Linked DNA regions of Anser cygnoides: region 1 is linked to region 2. The links are chromatin contacts, called in public Hi-C maps. All regions are on one chromosome and are shown on one strand. Each heading gives the region's core, a stretch centred on a gene start, on an enhancer-like site or on the middle of the called end of the contact. The rest is flanking DNA. Distances are from core to core; before and after follow the strand shown.

Region 1 (2,888 bases), core at 308-2,807, 110 kb before region 2:
TCCAGAGATTTTCCTTCTTTCTCCATTTGCAGACCTCCCCCCAGGTATTTTCTGATGGAGGTGAGACTATCTCTAATGCAAATTTAAGCCTCCTGACAGTAAACTTACTTGACTGTGATCTCTGCTGTAGAACCATGTAGAAGCAATTCACAAAGTCCCATGGATCTGCAAACCACCACCTCCATGACCCCAGCGCTGCCACCACAGGTCTACTCATGCTGGCATGTACACGTTATTGAGTGGGAAACCTTCAACTGGCAACTGAATTTTTTTTTTTTTGCTTTTAGTTATAATTATGGAAGCCTTGTCCAACATAACCCACAGCTATAGAGAATAATGCAAGGCATAACTAACACTCAGATAGCTTAGGTAGGTTTTTTTTTTAATAGATAAATAAAAAAAAAGAGCAACGATCAAAATTATTTGCTTCCCTGTATCTTGATTTTCAGCTTTTTAATATATATGAACATAAAAAAGATAAGACTTTCATTACCGATTTTACAGAAAGCACTGTCATGCTTAAAAAATCTGCACTGTGTACAGAACTCTTTAAACGTTTTTGCCCCAGCTATTTCCACTTATTTTTTTCTCCCAAACATGATCATCTTTACATCCTGGTTGCATATCTTACCATGCCATGGGTCTAAAATAAAAACTAGTCAGATTATAAATCATTTACAAATTGAGGATTTTTTTTTTTAAACACTATTCCCAAGAGCTGGGAGCACTGAGTTATGTTGAGAGTGAGAAGAATTATGTTCTCTTCTCTGCTTCCGACTGGTAGTATTAAAGCAGACATATTCTTTGCATTTCAACCTTGCATTCAGACCATAAATGCTACAGAGCTGTTAGAGCACTTTGCTAAGTCAGCTCAACAAAGGAAGGTTGCTTTAGAAGACATATAGAATCAGTAATATAAAAGAGGGACAAAAATTGATGGGCCTGAATATATGTTACATTCTTTCTTCAGTGATATTCATGCAAAGTAAACTCTAGTTTTAGTGAAAATGAAAATGCAACCTTAATCAATGAGGCTGACTGAAAGATCAGGTTTGCACAAGCATGTCCAACAAACACCTACAGAAATGTTCGTGCTTTTGTTACAACAATGACAAAAAACACTTTATTACGTACAAAAACAACAGTTTGGCTGTGCATCCTGATAGTTGTGCTACCTGTTTGTAGGCACCACAATCCAGAGTCTTTATTCAAGAGGGAGTTTTTGTTTTCCCATAGGCACGAGTGCATTTTTGCCAGAAAACCTCATGTGTTTGTCAGCTGATACTTGTGCTCCCAGAAACTGCAGGACCAACACATCCTGTCTCATCTTTTGACAGAGGGCTGTAATGACAAATGCCTCATTTAAAGCCTTGATTTATATAACAAGTGGCACTGGATATAAGCAGATTAGTCATTGCTACTCATACAGCATGTTCCTATAGACTTACAAGTACTTATACCACTCACAGCTTGCTGTTTTCACAAACTATGCAATAAACTTGCATCTTTGTAAGGTGTTTCATTAAAAGATATGACAGTTGATGTAGAGTCAAAATTGCCTCTGACACTGCACAAAGTTAATTTTTATCCCATTATTTACTTATGCAGAATTTCTGAGCCCTAGTCTTTACTGTTTTTATTTATTTCACAGCTCTCATGGTGAAGATTAGAGCTCTGGTTTACTTTGCTGTCAGTCCAGCCCTGCAAACTCACAATCCTATATAAATGAGGCTGCATGCTGGGTAGGGATGCTTTAAAAACTTGTTATAAGGATCAGGAACAGGCTCATGACCATTAAAAAACCTCCTTAACGCTGCACAGAAAAACTTCTAGTTGTGTAATCACTTAAAGTTGCCCTGCACTTTGAGTACTTGAAAAGTCTTTTTTTTTTTTTGCCGTCAAAAAGATAAAATCTTCAAAATTTCCTTTAGATTTCAGAGTATTGTTCACAATTCATTAAAAATTTACTGAAGGAGAACTCCTGAGGAGAAAGGTTCTGCAGTCCAATACCTACTTTTACTGATTTTCTCAACAGAACATGCTTTTCAACTTCAGCTGGCATTTTACACAATTTATTCTAATATATTGATTTTTCAGGCCACAGCTGTTGTCCTTTGGACTTCATTCACAGCCATCCCTTCTTTTTCTTGTAATCAATGCAACTACAGCTAGTGTAATATTTACTCTTGCCAAGTTAGTTCATACAAGTCTGAATTTGCCATTTTTTTTTCCCCAACAGCATTTTATTTCTAGCTTAGTTACAAAGTTGAATTGAAACTATTTGGCTCTATCTCTCATGACTATTTACTGTACATTAAACAAAAAGTAACCAAGCATGAATGACAAAAGTAAGGCTAATTGAAAAGTCTGCTTTTCTCAAGCATGTAATGAACCTTTCGCACAGGCTAGGGATTTAATACCATTGCAGAGCATTTTTGGATTTTTTTAACAGGCAGAGTCTCCGCTCCTCGTGCATTTCACCACCAGCGTGCTGCAGCTTCAAGAAGTTTGCATCAACGTGAGCAAAACAAATGGCTAAAGTCAAAGCACAAGATTTACAACATAAATATGTTCCCCCACTCTGTGAAAAGACAAGTGATGTCTAGAAAGTGTGTTTACTTTCTACAGGTGCCTCTTCCCTTCTCTTTCTCCTCTCTGCCCCCCAAACCCACAGCATTAAGTTCCAAGCTTTGGAGCAGCCAGAGTGCGGCTGTAAGCGTGCGTGCTGAAGCACAGCTGTCATAAACATCACGGCATCAGGACTGCCGGACTCTAGTAAATGATTGTAATGAGTTCACTATCAATCAAACGTGCCCCCCTTGTCAGAAATAAAGCCCGGTTTTTGACTTTTAAGAATAGCTATTAATGTCAATCATGATTCTAAGTCA
Region 2 (2,883 bases), core at 16-2,515:
TAGTGGGTGATATTGGTGGTAAGAGGATGGTTGGACCAGATGATCTTGGAGGTCTTTTTCAACCTTAATGCTTCTATGATTCTTTAAGAAAAAAAAAAGATTGGTATTAAAATTGGTCATGTCTAACAAACCTGGCACATATGCGAGGAAAAAATCGCTTTAAAGTAGCTATATTTTTGGTTTTCATGCTGACAGTAAAACAGGTTCTGAGATGTGGGAACAAACTGACATTCTCCTGAGTTTCATGGATCTGTTTCTCTGAAATACCCATGATGGTCGAAGGAACCAAAGCTTTTGAAGAGGTACATAACCCTGCCTTCAGCATACAACATTTAATTTTCAGGGGACAGAGAACGCATTTCATTTTTAAAACTAGCTATCAAACACACCATGTCAGAGGATAATCTAAAAGGCATGTAATCTACAACTGCCTTATTCCTAAAAGGGAAGATTATCAAATGGAGAATTAAAAAGTTTAAACTGAGCTATGGAAGCTGCGCAATACACAAACACTGAGCCGAAGTGTGGTATGTCATTACCTAGCACTTGCTTCTTGGTAAACGCAGTACCATCAATTCTCATTTCTTTTTATTCAGAGGATACTAAATGCTCTCAAGGGTCAGTATTTTAAGGTGGTGAGAGAGAGTTCCCCACAGGGTCTCAGCCTCATAAAAGCTCGGGTCACAACCTGTATGCGTGCATTTGGCTGAGGAGATTGGAGCCTTATAAACCTGTATATCATCTCGGTGCATTGTGTGGCTTTCAAGGCCAGTGACAGACCCCGTGAGGTGGCATACTTTGGAGAGAAAATGGAAAACTTTCGCTGGCTTTTCGGCAGGGCCTGGCGGCTTCGGGGGGACGTGAGGCTTGCCCGAGGAACGCTAAAATGGCGGCAGGGCGACCGGGAGGGCTTGCCGTGCCCGGGGCACAGCAGGCACCCCTCCTGCACCCTGCTCCTTGTGAACATCGTCGGAGATATGCCTTTCGAGCCCTCCTTTCCCATGATCCACACGCCCTCCCGGCGTTAGATTTCAGCTTAGCTCCTTTATTTTGAGGCAAAACCTGAAAATAACCCACATTTCCTCAGAGCTTCCCGTTCCCTGCCCATACCACCGCCAGCCGCCCCCCCCCGCCGCGGATCGGGACGGGACGGGACGGGACAGGATGGAACGGGACGGGACGGGAAGGAGGGAGAGAAAGAGGGAGGCGGCCCTTGCAGCGGCTTCCTCCCGCCCTCCCTTCCTCCGGCCGCCGCCAGGAGCCAGCCATGGCCCCGGGGCTGGGCGGGCTCCGCGGCTCGGCGGGGCCGGGGGAGCGGTGAGGGGCAGGGGGCCGCTGCTGGGGCAGGGAGCAGCCGCCTCCGGGAACGGCGCCTCCTCCTCCCCTCGGTGTTAACCCCTCCCCGGGTTAACCCAGGGGGTTATCCATGGGGACGGCGTCGTCGCTGGTGAGCCCGGCGGGCGGGGTCGGGGAGGTGATCGAGGACACGTACGGCGGCGGCGAGGCCTGCGAGATCCCGGTGGAGGTGAAGCCCAAGGCCCGGCTGCTGCGCGGCTCCCTGCGGCGCGTCGGGGCCTCGCGGCCCGGCGGCCTGATCGGGGCCAGCTTCAAGTCGACCGCCTCGGTGCAGGAGCTGGAGTGCGTGGCCGAGTACGAGCGCCTGAAGAAGGAGTACGAGATCTTCCGCGTCAGCAAGAACAACGAGGTGGCCTCCATGGTGAAGAAGGAGGCCAAGCTGGACAGGGAGAACAAGCGGCTGCGCGCCGAGCTGCAGGTAGCCCCCCGCCGCCCCCTCGGACCACTCGCCCCGCTTCACGGGAGAGCTGTGGCGGGGAGGCGAGGAGCGCGGTGGTTTTTCCTTCCCGAGGAAGGCAGGGTGCTGGGGAAGTGGCATATGTCCCCACGCCACCCTGGTGAGCTGTCAAGGTGTGGCCAAGGTGCGCCTCTAGGGACGGGGCCGAGCGCTGCATCTCCTCTGCAGCAGGGAGAGTTGTAGGGTGCTGGGTTGGCGCTGTCCTGATCGGGAATGTTTTTGACAAGCTGAGGCTTTTATTGGCTATTCTGCTCTTTCAGAAAAAAAAAAAAAAAAACAACGGTGTGTTAAATGTTTTCAGGCACTTCAGAAAACTTACCAGAAAATACTCAGAGAGAAAGAATGCGCGTTAGAAGCTAAATACCAAGCCATGGAGAGAGCTGCAACGTTTGAACATGATCGAGACAAGGTCAAAAGGCAGTTTAAGGTATGGCTTGACTTTTCTTTCCCTGGGAAAATGATCAAAAAAAAAGATAAATATATTACTTGGTCACATTCCCAAATGAACTCCTTTCCAACAGCTTTTACGGGGACCTTTCCATCTTAAAAAGATTGCAGTATCATGGTCTTGGCTGATTATTTTCTTCAAAATAATCTTACTAAAACTTCCCTATAAAACAGAGAAAAAATAGAAAACAACCTTTTACATACTAAAAGGAGGATACTCAGTGATGCATTTTCAGCTAAATTCCTGTGTTATTTCAACACAGATTCTTGCAATTTTGGTACCTGAGAGTGACAGGAAAATGTGTGCCGCAGACTGACACGTGCTGAAGGAACATATAAACACAATTTTATTATTTCTCAATATATATTTGTATTTAGCATTTTAAGGCTACTAGGTTACATTGAAGAGATGTGTATTGGTACATCTATTTTGACTGCTAAAAAAATGACAGCCAGTTAAAGAGAAAAGCCTTTGCACTTCTTTGGGGGATGACTTGAAAGGCCAAGCTGATGCTTTTCCCTTGCTGCAGATGATGATATTTTCACCATCCAAAGCAGGGCAATAGGCCTTGTTTTTGCACTGTTTTAAGCTTCTTGATATCTTTACATGTAACAGGTGTTCA

The links. A called contact is a pair of places that touch in the nucleus more often than the background predicts.
Region 1: a Hi-C map of liver shows a contact between it and region 2, with 2.1 times the contacts expected there. The contact joins the enhancer-like site here to the promoter of NPHP3 in region 2. A contact is called at or near these places in 4 of 7 Hi-C or Micro-C datasets (granulosa cells and liver).

Annotation. Positions count from the first base shown.
Region 1 is chr2:46,418,115-46,421,002 of Taihu_goose_T2T_genome, reverse strand. The region is part of intron 2 of TMEM108 (transmembrane protein 108); the gene reads right to left. Among named protein-coding and RNA genes, the nearest start is that of TMEM108, 28 kb to the right of the region's middle. Within about 2 kb of position 1,557, at least 1 of the 3 cell types and tissues checked has open chromatin away from gene starts, as enhancers often do. A contact at or near this core is called in liver, where this site is marked.
Region 2 is chr2:46,306,980-46,309,862 of Taihu_goose_T2T_genome, reverse strand. NPHP3 (nephrocystin 3) reads left to right here and starts at 1,265. Exons shown (of 27, transcript XM_048053030.2): 1 at 1,265-1,774; 2 at 2,115-2,240. The coding sequence starts at 1,427.